2 separate regions of the Drosophila melanogaster genome follow, and region 1 is linked to region 2. The links are chromatin contacts, called in public Hi-C maps. All regions are on one chromosome and are shown on one strand. The core of a region is the stretch at or near the end of the contact, and the rest is flanking DNA. Distances in the headings are between cores, read along the strand shown. Region 1 holds the start of CG42541. Region 2 holds the start of ec (echinus).

Region 1 (4,668 bases), core at 678-3,177, 120 kb before region 2:
AAACCTTACTTAATGCAATTTCATTTTTAAGATTAAAGCTCCTAAAATCTATTTACATATATGTTTGTTTAATAAGTTAATTCGGTAGCTGACTTTATATGGCTTTACCTGCAACTGCACAATATTCTTATGGTTCTGAAACGCACTGTAGGCACACACATGATATATGTATGTGTATATCGGAATTATTTGCGCCGATGTATACAGCCTAGGGTTAACTTAGCCTTAATTAAATTTTGCACAAATTACTTAACAACTCACCCAACCAAACACACTCACACTCAAACATAAGCAGCGGCAAACCAAATGTATGTATAAAGCAAGAGAATAAAGCAATGGATATACACTTATTTGACACACTATACAGCGCCGGTCGGAAGCCATTGGCCGGAAAATTTATCACACTTTTCGGAAAATATGCTGCAACTCTGAACTCTGGACTGGCGGCCACTGAACTGGGCATCCTCCAATGCGGGCACGTGGAGGAGGCTGCAGAAATTGTGCTCATTGACATGCTGCAAACAAGCTGCAACTAAGTCCAAACTACACCGAGAAAAACTATCTGTTGCTGGTGAGATGTCTTGAATTATTGTGGACGTGTTTCGGGTAATGATGGCACCTAAGGTGCACGGCTATTGACCCATATATGTACATATATTCGTACTATATATAATATAGTATTATTTCGAATTATCGCATTTGTGTTGCCAACATTTTTCTCAGTGTGAAAAGGCGGCGGGTGGTGGCAGAACATGCTTTCCATTCACAAAAAGCATTCATTCACCTCGCCAAAGCAAAAAGAGTTGTGCCCCTCAGGATGTAAGGATGTGAGGATGTGGATAAGCACACGGATGTGGATGAGGGGCAGTTGGGAGTGAAACTGCGACAGCTCCACGCGCCTGCAAAGGTACATATTTGCATAAATAAGTAGACACACTCTCGGTTAATGAAGAACTTAATTCGCATCACAAACAGAAGTTTGTCGCCTTTTAATTGGGAAATGTTTCGGTTTTGAGGCTTTAAGGCAGGCGAATCGCAATTTCTTTCTAGGCAGCATATAAATGTGTTGAACGTCTTTGTATTTGGGGAAATTTCTTAATTAATTTATGGTTTCAATCTTTTTAAAGAGTCCTCTTAGAAATAGTTTGACATTTACGTGTGCCTTATATACATGGTAATTTACTAGTAGCAGCTCAAGATGAACAAATCAAAAAATGCTAAAAACGTGGAATTCTAAATTAAACTATATACATTTAAATTAGTGAAAAGCTCATCCGGCGATCAGCTTTGGTCTGCGATTGCTGGCTGGAAAGCTCACGGCTGGCGTCAACAAGTGGCTTTTCCACCGCTTTTCCACAACTTTTCCACCCCCACATCCGGATCCATGGAAGCCACCGCTTTTCTTAGCCGCGAACCAGGTCAGTGAGCCGCAAAGAAATGCTTTTGAGTGGGAGCTGCCAAGCTTTTCCGAGCCGCCCGGACTCGGCTTTTCCGATGCACAGCTCGCCGGGCCGAGGGAAAATGATTTAAATTCATCCGCTCAGCGGCGGCGGCTCCCAGTCATCGGCCGAAAGTGTTTGGAAACGGTTCGTTGGCATTCCGACAGGAGCATTTAGAGCCACAGCAGCCCCACCGCCTCCCAGTCGATTGGGCGCCAAAAAATCTGTTCTCCTTCGGCAGTTGCCCCAAAAATTCAAAAATATTCAAAATATCAAATTGGCGCCCAACAGAAGAAAAGACAGTGTATTGTGCGTTTACACTGCTGTGGTTTCTAAACCGTTTTCAATGTTTTTTTTTTTGTTTGCCGTGTTTGAAGTGCCAAGGAAGCGTTTTCAGTGCCTAATGCCGAGTGTTTTCCAAGTGCTTGCATTCAATCGAAATTATTGAATTTTTACATTTTTGTCTTGTTTTTTCCTGTTGCTGCAGTTAACATATCAGTTAAAACATATGTACTTACGAAAATATAAAGTGAATACCATCCGAATTGAAAGGAAATCTTGAAAATCGTTGTCAAATTTACAATCAGTGTTAAACAACGGAAGGAAGGAAATCCAGGCATTGAGAGGATTCTGAAATCAAAAACACATCTGAATTTAAGTTTACCATCATCTGAATTTAACTTAACATCAAGTAGCAAATATCAAATATATATAATCACTATAATAAATTACATATTTAGTGTGAATCGCATATTTAATCCCAAATCTATATATCTTAATCTTAATCAAAATCTGTACGATCAAGAGTGTCAAAAGCATAAATCTAAGAGTGCAATCAACTTGATTGAGACTAGAAAACCTATATCGAGCTATGTAATAATATCAAGATTTTAGACAAGTCTAAGTGAACACAAGTTTATTGTTCTGTACAATCTGTTTCTTAATACACCATAATCGAATATAACCGAATAGTCTTAACAAACCCATTGAGAAAAGCTATTGAAAGTACGCTGAATATTATTAAGAACACTAAGAACCATTGATATAAATGAACATACAAGAAGAGCTTAAAAATGCATCCCATACTTGATCGTTACTATAGCGATCGATATCAGATCAAGCTTATAACCCGATATTTGATCGAACTCCTTCGATTGCGAAAGAAAACAAAGCGCACTTCCGAATTATCGGAGTAAAGAACTGAACTGAAAAAAAAAAAAATAAAAATATAACAAGCCATCGTTTTTAAAACCCGGTTTCAAGACACCTCATAAAGAGTCCAAATTGAACCATATCGAACTCAAAACCGAACTTATGATATAAACTGTATTCCCGAAATTGAGAACATTGAAATCGCGGTCGCAGTTCGCTACATCAAACCGATGTAGTTCCATTGATGCTTTGCAACCGGAGCGCTCATTCCAAGCCGAATATATTCATCATGAGTGTCCAGGGCCGCCCAGGATATGTGATCACATAAGGACAACGCCAAGTCGCAGGTGAGAAGCCTTGGGACCAGTGACTCAAATTCAATTTCGTTGTCATTAAGTTGTTGGCACTGCCATTGCTGTGTTGTTGCTTTCGTTGTTATCGTTGTTATCATTATCATTATCATCGCTGTGTAGCTCTTACTTATGTCATTTGCAATTACAAATGCTATTGCGATTACAATTAATGATGAGTACATGAGCAAGTTGCGAACCCAAGGCAGGTATCCTCTGCCACAGCCGAGCCAGTCGAGCCAGTCTATCCAGTCGAGCGGGAAAAACAAGAAGGACACTTGAGGAAGCTGGCCTCTTAATGCCTTTTACTGCGCATTAGTGAGGCAAGTGCTTAGGACGTTGGCAGAATGGAGTACCGCACCACCCATCGGCAAGTTAGCGTCGCCACTAGTTGGGTGTCTTGTTTTCTACATTTTCGAGGTTTCGATTTAATTTGTTGATTAAAAATGCAGACCTTTCACCATTCACCCTTCACTATTCACCATTTGGCATACCCATTTGGATATTTGGCTACTTGGTTAGCTTGGATGCTGGATGCTTGGATGCTTGGATGTGCGAGTGTCCTTGTGTATCTGGCAGTTAATTAGAATTGCGTTGGCCCGGTTGACGGCTCCTTGTTTTGATTGTGCCAGACAGACGCTTAGACAACTCACGACTTGCCTACAATTTGGGCTTTTCTCCCCACACATGCTCGCGCCCCATCCAACCACTCCTGTGCTACGTACTACACTGAGCGAAATCAGCGCGGCCCGCTAGGATATCACACATTAAATTTATGTGAAAAACCTTTTAGTTGATACAATGTCGCTGTTTTTTTGGTTTTTTTTTTGTTTTTCTAATTTCAAGATGTGATAATGTGATTTAGCAGCTAAGTCTCTGCAGTTTTCCTCGGTGCCACGGCGCATATACAGTTTGGTAGGGCCGGAGGACATCGGTGTCCTTGCATTTGCCAAGAGGGTACCATCTGCCTGGTGGCCTCCCCTTATGCACATCCTTACCCCATTTTCCTTGGCGCTCGCTTGTCGCTTGTTTCTTCTTTGTCACGAGTAGATTTTTCATGGACTTGAAATTGTTGCCTTCGCCATCGTTTCGCCAGCGGAATAATATGAATTTGATTGTTGCTTGTTGCTATTTGCCTTTTCGCCTGGAAATTGGTTTGTAAGATACCATTTGGGCCAGAGCTTAAGTTACGTTACAATAATAATAACTATTCCAAAAACACATCAACTGCTCCACCTGCCATTTGTGTCTTTTGAAGTGTTTAGTTTTGTGCCGCACAAAAACAAAATCCACTGCACCCATCCACCGCTCGGTTTTTCCGCTGGGTATGCTGGCACTCCAGACCGCCGCAATGTATGCTACACTTTTGTTTTTGTTTTCCCCTTCGTTGTCATCTGCCCCGGGAAACTCGAAGCCCAAAGATGGGCGACGGGAACAAGAACCGACAGAAATATGAAAAAATGCCAAATGTAAACAAAATCAAAAATGCCGGCCATGTCCTTTGGCGTTTTGCTCCACATATTTTCTTTGTTGCTCCCACTAATATATACAAATATTTTGATGGCAGTGGGGATGAAACTGGCAGGCGGAGCCGACGACAATGCGACGGACGACAGTGGGTCTGTTCGAATCTGCTGGGCCTGGTAATTTAATTTTGCTCCAGTTCGCTTCCACTACCGATTTCGCTCTCGATTGTCCTGTTCCTGGTGGGCAGGACATTGCGAATA
Region 2 (4,275 bases), core at 249-2,748:
GTGAAAATCGAACGAATTCAGAAAATATCACAGGCGGCAGCTACGCAAATTTTACGCAATTGGGGACAGGAAAAAAAATGCGAAGTGGGAAACTTTGGCGTTGGCCGGTTTTCCCAAAAACTAGTTTAGTACGAAACCTATTTTTTTTTTAGCAAACATTCAAAAACTTTGATAACTCAAGCAAAAACTTTGCCATCAATCAGTTACTCTTGAAACATCAAAAAAAAAAAACGCGACCATCACGAATGTATGTACATACATTAGTATATAATACTGACCCAGAAAGCCCCAACTACTTGTCTCCGAATGAAATGACAGCCAAAGAAGCCGGAGCAACAAACATTATAAAAAACGTTTGCCAAAAATGTGAAACCAGAACAATCCAAAATAAAAAGAGCCCGGCAAAATTGGCGGAGAGAATCGCTGTGTACAGACCTTCAGAAGCCATGAATCTGTTTTCGGTTTTTGTGCATCTGAAGGTTTTCATAAAAGATCTTTAGTATCGGTGTCGAAATTCGGCCTAACTAAAGTAACTCGATGATTAATACTGCTAATAATGTAAATCATTTTAAAGGAAACCCATTTTTAAAGTTTCTGTTTCCGGTCTTCGAACAGCAAGTTTTCAATGGCATGCGGAAAATTTGTTTCACCTTTGACGGGAAACCCTGATCACCGGTCAAATGACGCCTGTCTAGAAGTCATTTTCTTTCCTTGGGGATTCTCTTTTCCCTGGCAAACCGTAGAAAATCACTTCCCAGGCGGATCAGCGATTGAGTAAATGATTGATGGATTCCCAGCGCACAGTGCCTCCAATCTCGAATCTCAGATATCAACTACTCCCCCCCCAAACCTAATCAGATTAGCTGGATGTCATAACCCGGCATGGTTATGGCGATTTGGTATAGGTATAGGTTTTCACTTACCTGGCTACACCTGTGGCTAATATGATGATGGAGATCGTGGCAATGAAGGGCGGAGGCTGCGGCTATGCAACAATTGCGGTTGCATGTTGACCGGAAGTTTTCGGCTGGCCGCAAGGCAGGATATGGATATCGCTGGATATCGCTGGATATCGGTGGATGTCTGGTCTTGAGTTTATTGTATATTATAAATTCCCTTGCCAAAAGAGAGCCAAAAGAGAGTGCGAGAGGGCTTTGGACCGAGAGTTGGCCACTTTTCACACGCTTTCACTTGAACAAAAACTCAAAAAACTCAGCAAACACACAAAAACAAACTCAACTCGGCCACTATTTATTTTTCATCTTCATCTTCATTATTCAGGTTTGCAATCGCGGTTTGGTTTTTTTTTTTTTGGCAAAACAGGCAAAAGCCATCCAGCAACTAGTGGTTTGGCCTCGCAAAGACAAACAAACTATCAAAGACACACGCGCACGTCAACAAAAACACAACTGTGTGGCAACTGCGCAAATGCAAATGCAAAGACACTGTCAGCAAATGCAAACAAAGTCAGGGCAGCCGCTATGAATCAAAACAAACCGCCAGCAAATCGGTACGTCCGTTCGGTTTCGAGAGCAAAGAACGACTGATTGAAAAAGCAGTGGAGATCAGCGATGGTGGAGAGACGAGATGGTGGAGAGACGAAATGGTGAAGAATCGCGATGGTGGAGAAACGCGATGGTGGAGAAACGCAATGAGCATTCGGTAAAGACATCAACCAGCGGAGAGATCGGGCACTTGCTTTAGCCAAGACTCAAACCCACTTGGAGACTTTACCGCTGATAGTGTAACCGTTCAGTTCTCCAAACACTTTTTCGCGATTGTGGAGAAACGCAATGAGCATTCGGTAAAAACATCAACCAGCGGAGAGATCGGCCACTTGCTTTAGCCAAGGCTCAAACCCACTTGGAGACTTTACCGCTGATAGTGTAACCGTTCAGTTCTCCAAACACTTTTTCGGCGGCGGAAGTAAATGAAATGTACCCAAATGTGGCTTTCTACCTTTTTAGCCTTTCAATTTGTAATCCGAAAAAATTGTTTTTCAAATGGTTTTAATAAAAAAAAGGTATATTTTGCCATAATGAAAAAAACCAGTTAGGTGCCATTAGTTCTACGGACTTGGGTAAGGGAAACTATAAACACTTTCCCCAACTCATAGGATTAGTACTACTTCGACTGCTCTATAACTCCAATTTTTGTTAACATCTTAGTGGAGTGGATATCATTCTGCCTGGTAGTATTCACGAATATTCAGCTACATGTAAAAACACTTAACTAAATTCGAAGAGGAGCAAGATCTATGTATGTAATCTCTGCAAATAGATACTTGAGCAGATATACGAATAAGTACTTAGGGCTAGAAAGCTACTTATCGGCTAAATATTCAACTAAAGTATAGACAAAAAAAAATAAGGATTAGGTGTGTTTTTGGTACACTGAAGACTAGACTATACATATGGTCTAAATGGTAAACGGTAAGTAGGGTTTGATTTAGGTGGTTACATGTAAGTGTTGTTCAAGTGTGACTAGTATTTGTTTAGAGTTGGCTTATGAGTAGATCGGCTACAATTACGATTGTTGTCATGGAATGGAGCAAGATCGAGCAATATATATACAAGTATGCATATATGTATATATATATATATATATATATATATATATGGGTAATTCAATTGCTTGGCTGAGCGGGAGCTGGAGGAGCTGAAACTGGAGTCTGTTGTCTGCGCGGTCAAGCGACGATATCGCTACCCGGATTATAGCCAAAGTAGTTAAGGTTGAACTCGTCGCTGAAGAGTACTTCCTCCTCGGAGGGCTCCACTTGGTGCGACATCTGAATGCCGAGCTCCATGGGATCAATTTCGGTGATGTAGTACTGCGAGTTGCCGCCACCCATGTGGCTATTGCCGCCCATTTGGTTATTTTGGTTGTTATTGCCTCCGCCCAAGTTGGTGCCATGCTGCTGCCGTAGGACACTTTCCGTAACAACCACGTCCTTGTGTATGGGATTCAAATAGTCTTTGAATAGGATTGAAAGACAAGATGAGAGTTCATTGAATAATCATGGGATAAGTATGAACAAGATTAGTGTTAACTCACCATTATCCAACAGGACATCGTGGTAGGTGCTGATGATAGAGTTGACCGACTGTACTTCCACCTCGCGATGGATGCCATTCAGTATTTGACCCGCCGTCTTTCGCAGCTCATCGTCGCTCAACAGATCGTTGAAGGGCAGCAGTCTTTGGTGGTGTTGATTGTGATTTTGGTGATTCTGGTGGCTGTGGTGGTGGTGATGCTGCTGCTGCTGCTGCTGCTGCTGGCTTGTCTCAGTGCTGCCACCGCCGCTGTTAGTCTGCATCATTTCCTGGGTGAGAGTAGCAACTGCCACCGCCGCCTCATCGTACATGCAGCTACTGGCCTGTGGCATATGTTGCTGCTGTGCCGCCGAATGTTGTTTCTGCTGCGGCGAGTGCTGCTGGTGTTGCTGCTGATGCTGCTGCAGTTGCTGCTGTTGCTGATGCTGCTGTATACGCTCACGGTTAATCGACTCCATTTTGAAGAACAAATCCAGCCGCTGCTTCTTCTGCAAATGCAATGGGATTAATAGTTAGTTGTATGCGGTTGCCTGATGGATATCCACTTACATGCTCCCAGGCCAGAACATTCTCGGCGGAATCTCCGCTGGAAATGGCCCACAGGTGACCGGCTCCTTGGGGCGCTTTAACTCCCTTCCGAAAATGTGGGTTAATCGATAGATTATGTCGAACGGAGTTCTTCCAGCGGTCATCATTCGACTTGTAGTAGGGGAAACGATCGCTAAAATGTTGAGATAACATGGAATTAGAGACAGGCTTAAACGGAGACTTAAAGCTTTTGTGGTCCGCCATTTATCATCTATGTTTATCGTCTCTTTTAGGATTGGTTCTCCGACACAGACACTCACCACTGGCCAGTTGACCAATTGCAATGAAAGTTTCAGCCCCCATTTCGACCAGCCAATCCGGAACGGAAACGAGGCAATTTTCACGAAAACACGTCATTGAACAGCACTGCGGCAGACCCATACTAGTCCGTAGAATGCCTGACTGGGGTATACAGACACGGACACGGACACGGACATAAACATGGACACGGACACGGACACGGAAAACGAAAAAAGGACATGGACAGGGACGGACGCTGGCACAAATTATGCGTAGTTTCTTTTATTTTGCCCTGGGTTTTCTAGCTCGTTTTTACTTGCTCAGTCAGTCACGAACAAGCGATTTCGGGTGGTAAAAAAAAAAAAAAAAATAAAGAATGAAGTATGTATGCCCC

What was found. Hi-C and Micro-C count contacts between places; a contact is called where the count stands out from the background.
Region 1: a Hi-C map of the Kc167 cell line shows a contact between it and region 2, with 7 times the contacts expected there. The contact joins the promoter of CG42541 here to the promoter of ec in region 2. A contact is called at or near these places in 7 of 107 Hi-C or Micro-C datasets (the Kc167 cell line, the ML-DmBG3-c2 cell line, the S2 cell line and 3 more).

The regions. Positions count from the first base shown.
Region 1 is chrX:3,927,837-3,932,504 of dm6, reverse strand. It overlaps CG42541, which reads left to right and starts at 1,927. Exons shown (of 13, transcript NM_001272295.1): 1 at 1,927-2,938. CG2938 reads left to right here. Exons shown (of 4, transcript NM_001272297.2): 4 at 1-349.
Region 2 is chrX:3,808,921-3,813,195 of dm6, reverse strand. ec (echinus) reads right to left here and starts at 1,498. Exons shown (of 6, transcript NM_130722.4): 1 at 924-1,498. fd3F (forkhead domain 3F) reads right to left here. Exons shown (of 5, transcript NM_166991.3): 3 at 3,603-3,774; 4 at 3,055-3,541; 5 at 2,156-2,973. The coding sequence ends at 2,687.